2 separate regions of the Oryctolagus cuniculus genome follow, and region 1 is linked to region 2. A link is a contact called in public Micro-C data. All regions are on one chromosome and are shown on one strand. Each heading gives the region's core, a stretch centred on a gene start, on an enhancer-like site or on the middle of the called end of the contact. The rest is flanking DNA. Distances are from core to core; before and after follow the strand shown. Region 1 overlaps P3H2 (prolyl 3-hydroxylase 2). Region 2 holds the start of P3H2 (prolyl 3-hydroxylase 2).

Evidence for each region. Hi-C and Micro-C count contacts between places; a contact is called where the count stands out from the background.
Region 1: a contact with region 2 is called in a Micro-C map of ear pinna, with 1.8 times the contacts expected there. The contact joins the enhancer-like site here to the promoter of P3H2 in region 2. A contact is called at or near these places in 2 of 6 Hi-C or Micro-C datasets (ear pinna and an unstated tissue).

The regions. Positions count from the first base shown.
Region 1 is chr4:89,530,163-89,536,316 of mOryCun1.1, forward strand. All of the region lies in intron 1 of P3H2 (prolyl 3-hydroxylase 2), which reads left to right. It overlaps LOC138849320 (a long non-coding RNA gene), which reads left to right. Exons shown (of 4, transcript XR_011388005.1): 1 at 1-6,154. Among named protein-coding and RNA genes, the nearest start is that of P3H2, 67 kb to the left of the region's middle. Within about 2 kb of position 1,914, at least 1 of the 8 cell types and tissues checked has an H3K27ac peak or open chromatin away from gene starts, as enhancers often do. A contact at or near this core is called in ear pinna, where this site is marked.
Region 2 is chr4:89,464,177-89,470,851 of mOryCun1.1, forward strand. P3H2 (prolyl 3-hydroxylase 2) reads left to right here and starts at 2,015. Exons shown (of 15, transcript XM_002716510.5): 1 at 2,015-2,671. The coding sequence starts at 2,189.

The DNA.
Region 1 (6,154 bases), core at 664-3,163, 66 kb after region 2:
CCTTGCTAACTACCTCCCTGCCTATGTCACTTAGAGGCCCTATCTCCAAGCATAGCCTCATAAAATTAGGAAATTAGCATATGAATTTTGATGGGACACAAACATCCAGTTCATAGCACAAATAAATACACAAATAAAACCATATTAGAAAGTGTGATACATACTAAAAAAGAAAAAAAAAATTAGAGGCTCCTTATTGAAGTATTTTCCATGGAATCACTTTATAAGGATAATTTTTTATTATCCATTAAAAATATAAATAAGAAAAGCCGGAAGAATAAGTTGAGAATGATGCCATATTATATTTTTTGTTCTTTTTGGAACCTAGAGTCTATTTTGTTCATACTTGCCTTAATTTCCTCATAATAATCTTCAACTTCCATAAACAGAATATGATAATTTTGTGAAATATAACCATGAACATTGTCTGACTCTTGAGGTATAATTACTAGATGCCTTGCATATTTAAATACTGGATCTTTTGGTATTCAGTGAAACTAGAGAAAGGGAAAAAACAGCACTTCCTCTCTGGCAAGTGTTGCTTTCCCAGACTTTTGTTTACATTTTGTTTAATAGCAAATGAATTGAAAAACTGTTTTGCTATGGTGCTTGTTATTTAAGAAAAAGGGATGAAATAAGAGCACACTCATGTGAATTTCATTTTTTCAGTGTTCTATAAGTCAACTATAATGAACTTTGGCACAAGAAAATCAGTTTGGGGGATTTTTAGAAGTTTGTATTCAAACCAAAGCAAACTTGGGTAAGTAAGAAGGAAACTGCTGAACTTGAGAGTATACATTATGTGTATCTTGATATTATTCCTGCTACAGCTTGTTTATGAGCCCCAGGTCAGTGTTCTCCTTAACCTGGGATGCACATGTTACATATTCCTGTTTATATTGGAAAAGTCAAGGAAGTCCCCTGATTAATTGAGGTCCCTCCCATTCCAACTACAGAGGGCAGGAAAAGGGCCCCAGGAGGACCAACGCATTTGAAAATCCACTTCATTTTGCATTTCCTGTAGAATAGTTCTTGGAAAAATGTTTTTCTTTGGGGCTAGCCATTTATGATGGATTTTGAAAAGGAAGAGCTCTTCAAAATGCAGAACAAGATGATAATGAGGCAATACAACCCTACCATGTGAAGGAGGAGGAACTTTAAGCTTAATTTGCAAGCTACTTCCCATAACACCTGGTGGAGTGGCAACATCTGGGCAATACTTGATAGTGTGTTCCTAGGCCTGATGGCCAGGCAGTTTCCAGGAAGGGCTGCAAAAAGTGGATTAGTATGGGAAAAAGCCAGAATCCTCAAGTTTACCAAAAAGAAATTGTGTTCTCTCAAGAATTCTTTCCCAGGTTGTTACCAGTCACAGAGGGGAGGGCGATTGCCAGAGTGAGTCTCGTGGGTTCTTTTCCTCAACTTAGTGTAGAAACAAAAAGCTGGGAAGCAATTTGCAAAGAGGCAGAAACTTTTATTAGAGGGAAAAGAAATTTCTATTTGGCAAGTGCCAGAAAAAGCGTTTGGTTGAAGAGGAGACCAGGTGGAGTGCCCAGGTGGGACACTGGCTTTGAGGAAGTGTCCCTGGTTTTTAAGGCATTACTGTCTGTTCATTGGGTCATTCTGTAGGGGTGCCCACTAGACAGGGGGTTTCACATATGTATGTTGCTTGTCTTGGAGTTCATGGAGATAGTGGGGAACTCCTGGAGACTGTCTGTCTCCTTAAGGGGTCAGCACCCTCCTCTGCTAGCCGTGGGTGGAAGACTGCAACTAACTTGAAGGCATGATTTAAAACCACAAGGGTCACACAAGATGGCCAGGATCTCCTAGAGCCAGTCCGACTCTCCCCAGGGCTCAGCCCTTTCCCCTGCCAGCTCTGAGTGAAAGATTGTACCCACCCCCACCGAAGGTGTGATTTAAAGCTGCAGGGTCACACACGCAGCATAAGAAGCTGTTAGTGGGGGAGATGCCAGTTGGTCTGGAGACAGGCTTTCCAGCTTGCTTGTGAATGACATTCTACCTATGTCTGAAGGGGTCCACAGACCCCCAGCCCCACTGGACAGCCTCACAAGTTTTGTAAGAGTGACTAGAACAAATGGGTGACAAAGCCTTTCAAAATGGCATTCCCAGCTCTGAGACAGGAAGTCCTTGTGCTCAAAAATTTTCCATCCTCCCCCACAGCTGAAATGCCTCCCTTGAATTGCCTCCCTCAGCACTTCTATTTTTTAAGTCCTTTCGTGGGGGATCCTAATCCAGCTGCAAGAATTCACTGTGGGCTGAAACCTGGCAGCTTCAATCTTGGGTAGGGAAAGTGATTTGAAAGTAGTATTTGTTCTTAAAAGGATAAACAAGTATTGCAGTTTCCTATTATCTACTTCAGTGAGATTGTTGGAAATTTTGCAGATCATCTATAAGACAACTGAATTTACCCAGTAGCAGATTTCCTTTGCTTCCTTCAAAAGAAAATAAAATAAGCTGTGTCATTGTTTTATAAAAGCTCTTCTTTAAGGAAGATATCATTGTTAACAACTACTAAGTTCTCAATATTTGTATCTATTTGGTTTTTAACTGAGGAGTACAGTGTATAGAAAGTTAAAGTATTTCATCTTTCTCATATTAAACTACATTGAGTAAAGATTGAGATGACATTATCTTTATACTTTTTTATTTATTGGAGAGACAGAAACAAAGAGGAAAAGAGGGAGATTTAGATGAACTGAGAGAGCAAAAGATGGGTAGGTGTATTAAGAGAGTGGGGAAGAGAGAGAAGGAGAAGGCTCTGACCCAGGGAAAAGAAGAGGGACGGTGGAGGAGGGAGGTAGAAGGAGAAAGCTCCCATCCAGTGGTTCACTCCCTAAATCCCTGCCAAGGGCAGGAAATGGGCTGGGGCCAAAGCAGAGAGACCAGACTGTGATCTCAGTCTCCCATTTTGGTAGCAGAAAGACAATTACTTGAGCCATCACTGCTGCCTCCTAAGGTCTGCATTGGCAAGAAGTTGGAATCAGAAGACAAGAATCAAAACCAGCTACTCTGACATGGGATGCAGCTGTCTTACCTGCTAGGCTAAACACCTGCTCCAACACTGTTTATCTTAACACCATAATGTTCTATGTCATTTTTTCCAGTCCCATTTTTCATACAGAAAAATGAAACATTCTTACTTATACTGTTTATCCATCTTCATGACTATAATGAAGTTTTCAATTGCCTCCTCCCTCTCCTGTTACCTACAATAACCTCCCAAACTATTGACAGCCTATTTCCTTCTGATCCTAACCTGCACCTACACTGATTGCTATTAATACTTCTGTTTCTAAGACATCTATGACAAATCAAATTGCATGATGATCCTATTATTTATGACATAGATGGTGAATTAACAAGAACTGTATTATCTACAGCTTTGGGACTAGGCTATTTGAGATTGGAGATTAAGAGTTTGCTGCAGATTCATATCTCAATTTCAAAGGGCACCTGACTGTGTCTTTCATTACATTCTGATGTTCATGACCAGATAGAAAAATATTTCCTGATTGGTATTATCTTGGTTTGTATCTGCATGAAAGGATTTACCAGGCATCAAATAATGTATTAGTTTCAAACTGGAGGGGGACTCTACTTGTGAATTTCCAGGTACTACTCTTCATGCTTTTAAAGTGATGAAAATTCATGAAGCTGAGATAAAGCCAATCTATAAAATAAGGGAACTGAGAAAAGATAACCAATTTATTCTAAAGCAGTGTTTCTGTGATGCAGTGTAAATTAAATCTACAGGAGTTATTTCCCTAATATTCCTCAAACAATTCATCTATATACAAATAATTAAGCATACAGCCAAAGAACTGTATTGAACTGACAGTCCATTTATGAGGACTCAAACATTTCAGTGCATTAATGATGAGCCATGCCTGGTTAAAAAGGAATATAAAAGTCCACAAAGAAATGAGATTTAGGGCTGCATCTCTATAAACCTGTCTGAATTTCTGTGTTCATTTCTGAATGGCTTGTCTCAAGACAAAGAGAGAGAGTTGAGTCTTGTAATTTGACACATTCATTTAAGAACTGGTGACCTTTTATTCTGGGAAAATGGAAGATTTTGTGGGAGTATGATTATTGTGCTTTGAAATATTTTAAAAGCTCTCACAGGAAAAAGGGATTACATTAGTCTTCTTTTTTTCTTTCAAATTGAAAAACCAGGAGCAATGGTAGATGTTATAGGAAGTAGATTATGGTTCACTGAAAGAAAAATATTATGTTTTCACTTAGATCTTTTGTAGGACAGAATGAACTCTTTTGCAGTGTAGTGATTTTCTTCACACAAGGAAAATTAAACCAGAGATTGGACAAATACCTTGGGTTAATTTGGATCAGCATTTCTCACAATATGCCCTACAGGTCACTGTCCTCTCAAGATATTTTGCAAGATTCTGATCAACTAGCTCTGAGAGATTTACTCATGTAGCATGAATACATTAACTTCTTTTCAGAAAACATTTATTTATTTATTTCAAAGGAAAAAATGAGAGCGAGAGAGACAAGGAGAGAGATCTTCCAATCTGTGGTTTATTCTCCAAATGCCTGCAACAGCTAAGCCTGTCTCAAACCAAAGCAATGAGCCAGAGACTCCATCCTGGTCTCCCAGGTTGTTGGCAGTGACCCAAGTATTTTATCCAACATATACTTCCTTCCAGGTTGCATTCGCAGGATGCTGGATCAGAAGCAGAGGAGATAGGACTTGAACAAGGCTCTCTGCTCTAGGGTAGAGGCATCCCAATAAGCAGGTTAATTCATTGTGCCACAACCTCACCCCATTACCTTCTTGAATATTCACAGTATGCATCATTATATTTAAGACTGAAAATTCACAATAAGGAGATCTGTTTAATTTTATGTATCCCAGCATTTCCTAAATTTATGTAAACCTCAAGACTTTCTATGTATTTTGGAAAAAATATGATTAAGAACATAAATTGGGAAATATACTTATAGAGGTAGACCAAATGACTTTGATTATATGAAATGATTCTCTGCACAAGTATTAATACATGCTTATAAACACACAGGCATGCACACACACACTATGTGCATGTATGTGTGGCAAAGGATGAGTAATAAGGCTTATTTATACATAGCTGACAGTTTTGAAAGTTTTCATGAAGGTTGATAAATTGATGTATGATGAAAAAATAATTCTCCAAGAATCTCAATTGCTTCAAAAAAAATCTTAGCTTTCCCTCAGAGAGGTCAGGAAAGCCAAATACATTTACCACACATCACACACATCAACAGCCACTCATCAACAGGAGAGCAAGACCATATCCCTACAACTCTTTTTTTTTTCTTCTTCTTCTTCTTTTTGCTTCTCCTCCCCTGGTGTTCAGGCAGAAAGCCAATTTTCTGAAAGAGGTATAAGAGAGTAGGAGGAGATGTGAGCAAATATAGGGTAATGGTTGAACCACATCTTAAACATCTGGTTTTATTTATGTGTAGGCACTGTGCATTGCACTTAATTAATGTGACTGAAAATAACCATGTGCCTGTTGCAAACTTAGGTGGTATACCCCGTGTCTTTTCTAAGCAGTCTCTGAGCCTGCTCTCCTCATCATAGGTTTCAGTTATGAGCAAGTCTTAAGGGCGTGCAGTTTCTCTTACTCTTCTATTTTCTGACTTTCTATTTTTTTTCTTTTCTTGTAGTCTTCTATATAGAAAACTACTATTTCGGCAAGAGTTGAGGCCGATTCATGGATATGCCCTTAATCATGTCTTGTGTAATTTGAAGCCAGAATCTGAAGCAGATTCCAACACAGCTGTGATGGGAAGCCATTATAAAGTAAATTGAACATATGCTATTGCAAAAATTAAGGAGTGGGGGAAGAAAGGAAGGAAAGAGAGGGGTTTGAGGGAGAAAAGATGGTTATTTTCTTAGAACTGTATCTATTAAATACATGAAATCTGTTCACTTTATAATAAAAGATTTTGAAAAGAAAAGAAATGCTACCTTGACACATTTGCACACACCTGCAAAGCTATTTTTTGTCTCTGTGGAATGTTCTAAGACTGAAATGACATATAGATAGGAGATGGCAAAGGGTAGTCCCTTCCTGTCTCTTACAGGGCTTTTTTTTAGAAAATACTTGTGAATGATATGATACTGACC
Region 2 (6,675 bases), core at 765-3,264:
GAAAAAAAAAAAAAAAACCCTCATTGCTTTATCTCCTTTTTCTTTAGAGTATCTACTTTGAGAGCAGGCATCCAAAGATAGGAATGTAATTGACATAGATGAGGATTAAACAGCATGGAGATGTTACCCAATACAATGACATAATACAGCAAAGCTTCCTGGCACCTTAATGGCAATTCCATAGCAGGACTTCCTATACTGATATACTTCAAAGCCCTTCACAAGTGAATTGTTAACTCTAGACTCCAAAGTCTTTATCTGAATGCAGAGACAAGCCCTAGAGAAAAAGTCTGGGTAGATGACCCAAAAGCTAATTCTGCAATACTGAATATCCATTTGTTCAGCTCTAAACTAGAGTTTTTCCATCACTGGAATAAGATAAATTAGTGAGGGTTGGTGGAAAAAACAGTAAGAGCATGACTCTTCTGTGTCCTTGGAGTTACACAGCCAGAGGGATTAAACCTAACAAAATAAGTGAAGCAGGAAACTCTGGCAACCGAGACACTATTTGCATAGTAGTTAAGACGCCCTCATCTCACATGGGTGAGCCTGGATTTGATTCTGGAATTTGGCCCCTGACTCCAGCTTCTTGTTATTGCAGACTGGGGATGGGGGTGTGGGGCAGTGGTGATGTCTCAAGTAGTGGGTCCCTGCCATGTGGGAAACCTGGATGGAGTTCTGAGCTCCTGGCTTTGGCTCCAGCCCAGTCCCTGTGATTGGGAGCATTAGAGGAGTGAACCAGTGGGCATGAGTGCTCTCTCTCCCTCTCAAATAAATAAATAAATAAAATCTTTTTTTTTTTTTTAAGGAACTTCTGGCAGCCACCTCAGCATAGGGTGATTCCACAAAAAGCCTTCTTGGAGAAATCCCTTTCAACTAGATGATGCATGCTGTCATTCTCATCTCTTTCTCTCTCTTCACCACCCCAGTGGCCGGAGACCAGCAAAATTCCCACAGGCCCTACAGGAAACCACAGAAATGCCTCCAGGAGGCAACAGGCTGGAAACCAGAATTCGGTATACAAGCTTGTCAGCATCCTTCTGAGCGTCTGGTGCCAAGGAACAGGAAAGGGGAGTATGTTGGCTGGGAAGGATTTATGGGCCAGGGGAAGCGAGGGGCAGGAAATCTTCCAGCTATTCCTTGCAGTCTGGCAGCCACTTCGGTCAGTTTTCCCATTCCTGGATGGAAGCTCATTTCTTACGCCCTGGGGGTAAGGTGCTTATAGTTCATTACTTACGTCCTGGAGGTACAGGGTTTGTGAAACTGCCTCTTTGTTAGGGCCTTACCATAAGAACTTATATATGCATCCCATTTGACATGTTGGAGCGTTTGGCTGTTGTAAAAGGAAACTAAGTCTCAATGCCGAATCTGGGCAAGATCACACAGTGGGCAACCTGATGAAGGCAGAACTCACGCCCAGTTGCCCTTCTTCCAGTGGTCCTGGGCGTCCTTGACACCAGGGTGTGCAGAGCAAAGGCAGAATGGGAATATTATTCTCACACCCCAGACCCTGCTCAGGTGCACGGGGACACGCGTCCACATCCAGTGGAGTGGGAGGCAAGGGAGAGATCCTCCCCAAAGGAAGCAGCAGTAACTTCAAAGGTTGAGTCTGCTTGGCCACTTCTCAGCTCTATAAACTTGAGCAAATGACTTTTCTTCTGCTCTTCATCTGGTCTCAAAGCCCCTCTAGTGCTAAATGCACAGCCTGAGGTGGACTTCGACTTTCATCTGAAGGTCAAGTACTGTGAAAACCGCGAAGTCATGGACAGAGTCAGAAGATGCCGAGGGTCCAACTCCCAACGTTCAGTTTTCAGCATCTCTGAGAAGGAGAGTAACAATATCCACTTCTATAAGCTACAAAGGAACCCAGGACTTGGCCCCAAGCAGCGCCCGCTCCCTGACTGGCCCTAGAGAATGCGGTGCAGCAGGGAGCCTGGGAGAGCTGCTCGCCGAGGTCGGGCAGCAGGAGGAGCGTGTGAGCTGTAGGCGTCCCTTTAAGAGCGGCTGGCCCGGCAGAGCCTCCGCCTCTCAGCCCGCGGAGCGCCGGCAGTCACCTGGGGCTGTCGGGGCAGCCAGATCGCGGCGGGACCGGGGCGCTTGCCCTCGGAGGTGGGAGAGGGGGCCCGAACGCGAGGAGCCCCGCCGCCGTCTCAGAGCGTGGCCGTCCCGCGCCTGTTTGAGGCGGAGGATGCGGGAGCGCATCTGGGCGCCACCGCCGCCGCCGCTGTTGCTGCTGCTACTGCTGCCGCTGCCTCTGTGGGGCGGCCCCCCGGACAGCGGGCGCGGGCGCGGGGAGCTGGAGCCCGAGCGCGGGCCTCTGCAGCCCTTCGACCTGCTCTACGCCAGCGGCGTGGCTGCCTACTACAGCGGGGACTACGAGCAGGCGGTGCGCGACTTGGAAGCGGCGCTGAGCAGCCACCGGCGCCTGCGGGAGATCCGCACGCGCTGTACCCGCCACTGCGCCGCCCGCCGCCCGCTCGCGCCCCCTGGGACCGGCCCCGGGGCCGAGCTGCCCTTCTTCAGAGCGCTGCTGGAACGGGCGCGCTGCTACCGCAGCTGCGAGACCCAGCGCCTCGGGGGACCCGCGTCCCGCCACCGCGTCAGCGAGGATGTGCGCAGTGACTTCCAGCGCAGAGTGCCCTACAACTACCTGCAGCGGGCCTACATCAAGGTACCCACAGCGCGCGCGCTTGCACTCCTAACACCCACCCCGCCGCTCCCGGAGGCTGTCTGGAGCCCTCACCACTGTTCCCGCCAACCTGCCACAGTACTCTGTCTTTCAGTCTGTCAGACTGGGTCTCCTTAAACACCTCTGTCTCCTGTCTGTGAACCTGGACACCTGTGGCCTGAGCTCTGGGTTCTCTCAAGAGCACTACGTGAACCTGGGCGAGTCCTTTGCTCTCTCAGCATCCACTTCACCCTGGAAAGCAGGGCTGTTCTGACAGGATGAGACTCAGTACAGTACCCAGGCAGCGCTCATCATGAGGTTTTGCCACAGGTGGGTCTAGTTCAAGTGCTCTAGGGGATGCTTTCTTGGCCCACCTGGTCCCTATTTCTCTTCTGCCTCCACTCCCTCGTCTCCCCGACACTGTGGTCTGCACCCCTTTTCTGAAGGTTAAAGAATCTTGGAAATAACAGTGTTAGAAGTAGTCAATCCTAAAGAAATTTCTCTTCTCCCTTTCACCTATGAAAACGTGAAGTTCAAAGGTGAGAGAGAAGGTAGGCTTGGAGGAGGAGAAGCTACCCAAAAAGTGCCCTCCCCAAGTGGGTACTCCTCCTTCTCTGGAGGGCTTCCCACGTCTGGAGAGTCACACTGGACTGGGGTACTGGACATTGCACCCCCAGTATGCTCTTTCCGGTTTTATTGCTGTGTACTTAACTCGCCTGAAGTTAGTGTCAGGAGGTATTCAGTGTTTTTTTTTGGCATCTTTCCCACATCCACAGTTTTGAAGAACTATTTAGTTCTGTCGGCAGAGAGAATTTAGAATGAGTTGCGCTCCTGCATAGGTTGCTGTGAATTTCTCCCCCTCCCCCCCAAACGTCCTGGCTTTTCCGTGTCAATATATCAATGTCTCCTCAACAGCTGCTGGCAAAGCAGCCCCACTAGGGGATGGATGATTGCAGCAGCCAGTGGACAAGACTGCATTTCTGAGGAGCTGAAAACACACACCGTGTTCAGACATCCAAATGCCTTTTGCAGCTCTTTCCACGGGTCTCTGCCCTTCACGGGCGGTAGGGTTCTCAGATTTGCAGTTGTCAGTGGCATTCATGGAGTCACAAACTGAGACTAACTGTAATCTCCTAGTATGCTGTGACTAACAGAATTCACTGCGCTAGTATCTGGGGCAAGTAATGAGGGGAAATCCTGAACCCTTTCCAGAACTTGTCTTCTGCTTCCTTATGCTTCCTAATAGATTTGCTAAAACCTCTATGAAGGTTAACTCTGATTTCTCTTAAAGAAGTCACACAATGCTTGGTGGACCTGAAGAAGTCAGTCATTACTGGGCAGAGAGAGGACCTGGAGAACCTGACATTGAAGACTGCCTAAGCTAGTTCCCAGAGCAGGGCGTGGGTGGTCCCGGTAGCCAGGTCCTCCCAGGAGGCTGGCACGTGAGGTTGGCAGTCCTGCTGATAATCTGTCACACATCTGGACAGATTTTCCTTTCTTGGGTCCAAGAAGGAGTACATGCTCATGTTTGATCCTGGAAAAACAAACAACCATGCGGTTGGTAACTGTCCATGTGTGGGTTTGTTTAGTTCTGCCGTTACATTTACATCCCTGTCGGTGTTCATGTCGGTTTGTCATTCCCCTGCTCCTGTCAGCTGTTTGGAGGTCACAGGAGCTGAAGCCATAGGTTTAAGTGCTTCAGATCTTTGCGATGAACTGATTACAGGAACAAATCATTCTTGGGAAGCTGTGGGTGAACTGCTGAGTGTTGTCTCTTTAACTCATGAACATTGAAACTTAAGAAGGTTTTTCAAAAATGTGTGACTTTATGCATTAACTTCTGTTTTACCAGCAGTTTTCAGGGAGTGTGATAAGCTTTGCATCTTCTCCCCACTTGATACTTTGTACCCTAACAAGTGAAGCCCTTGGGCTTCACATCATTGATAATCTCTTAAGGGAGAAATATTTTCAGTCCTTTGAAAAGCCATTTCTGATGGCTGGAGACTGAACACCCAAAAGATGCAACAGTTCTTTCCTTTCCTGTATCCACCAACCCTCAACAACTCCACAACTTTACCCTTTCCTTGGCTTCATGGAAATTTCACAGACTTACATACATACATACACACACACACACACACACACACACAGTCATACCACTTTTTTGAGACTGAAACAAAACTTTCAAATCTTTCAAATAATACTGGAACATCTGACAGATCTGGATTCTGGGGTACTCTGAGTTCTCTGCATGGCTCTCAAAATGGTCATAGTGCCTTGTACTGTCGAAATGCTTTTGACATTAGTGATCCTGTTTGCACTGAAAGTGATAATCCTGGGCCAAATCATGTTCGGTAAGGATTCGAAGACTTTGTAAAGCTGGGGAAGTACAGCTAGGATGATGTTTAAAGTCCCCGTGCAGCACTAACCATGACACTGTGGCGCAGGCGGATCTATTACAACTCCTGGGAGGTTTACTAACTGCAGAAGCTCTCAGGAGGTGTTATTGCCCAAATCTTGGCTGATGGGCTGCTGACAGAAGTATATCTTTTAGGTTAGTGTGTTGGAGGAGAAGGACTGAAAGTTGCAAAACGGAAGACGTGTTGAATCAATTCCTCATTTCATAGAGGGGGAAAGGAAGTTCAGAAAGGGAAAGGCATTTGCTCAGTGTCTCATGTTGTGTGACAGACCAACCCGATATGCACAGACTGGGAGGCAGGAGTCTGTGCTCTGCCCACGGCCTGTGGGATCAGCTCTAGAGTGTTGCATTCCCCAGGGCTACCTTTATGCCAGATTTGGACAGCTCCAGGGATGAGTAGTTCCTTTTCCTGCGGGGTCACAGACACTGCATTTTTCTTAGAGACTTTTCTGTAGACTCTTCCTCAAGGCCTGGCATGTTGAAACCTTATTCTGAATGACTGCGAAGTGCTAATCCAGCCAGACATTTCATGTAGAGGCAGGGTGAAACTCTTCAGTTTTTTTATTTTTATCATTTCGAATTGTAAGATGTAAGTCACAATTCATAACCTAAAACCATAGACATGGTTATATCTTGCATTCTCCGCCCAGAAACCTTCAGTGGTTTCCTCTTGCTACCATCCATAGTCTGACTTCCCCTTAACCTTTCCAGCTCTGTCACCATCCAGCCAAAAGGGACAATGAATGCTTTGTCTTGTGTCTGACACTTTTGCTTCTCTTGGCTTAGAGGTGTATAGGCTCTGGAATAGGATTGATCTGGGATTATTGTTTACCTGCACCAAATCTAGCTATATGATTATGAGCAAATTACATAAGCTTTCTGAATTTTAGTCCTGCCACCTGAAAAATGAGGAAATAATAGAACCTACCTGCTTGCTTTGGGTTAAGTTTTGAGATAATTGGAATAAAATGCCCAGAGCAAGCCTTGGTTCTCAGCAAACACTGTGTTTCTTCTTATTGGTGGTTATTACAGTAGACTGTTCCTCTTTTTGGTCCTGTTCACAAATATACCTACTTTTGAGAGGTTTTTCACACCCTCCACAGCTGCTAGCAGTTCATTATTTCTCCCTGGCTGAAAAACTTCAACAAGGAATTTTTTCCTTTTTCTATCATTTTTCATCTTGTTTTGGAAAATGGATATAGTGCTATCAAGTATATGAACTCCTTAATATTGAGAACTATTGTTTTTGTATCTCTTAAAGTGAAATTTACAGATCTGATTTATTATTAGGTAGACAGTTATTGTTAATCATTTGGGTATTAAAAATATGATTTAAGATGCAGACTTGTACTACAGTAGGAAAAATGTTTCATGGAACTCCCATCCCATACCAGAGTGCTTGGGTTCAAGTCCTCACTCCACTCACTTCAGAATCCAGCTTCCTACTAATACTCCTGGGACATGGGAGACCCAGGAGTTCCAGGCTGCTGGCTTTGTCCTGGCCTACTCATTCCAGCAGATGGAATCTCTCTCTCTCTCTCTCTCTCTCTCTCTTTCTTCTCCCTCCCTTTCTCTCTCATTAGCTTTC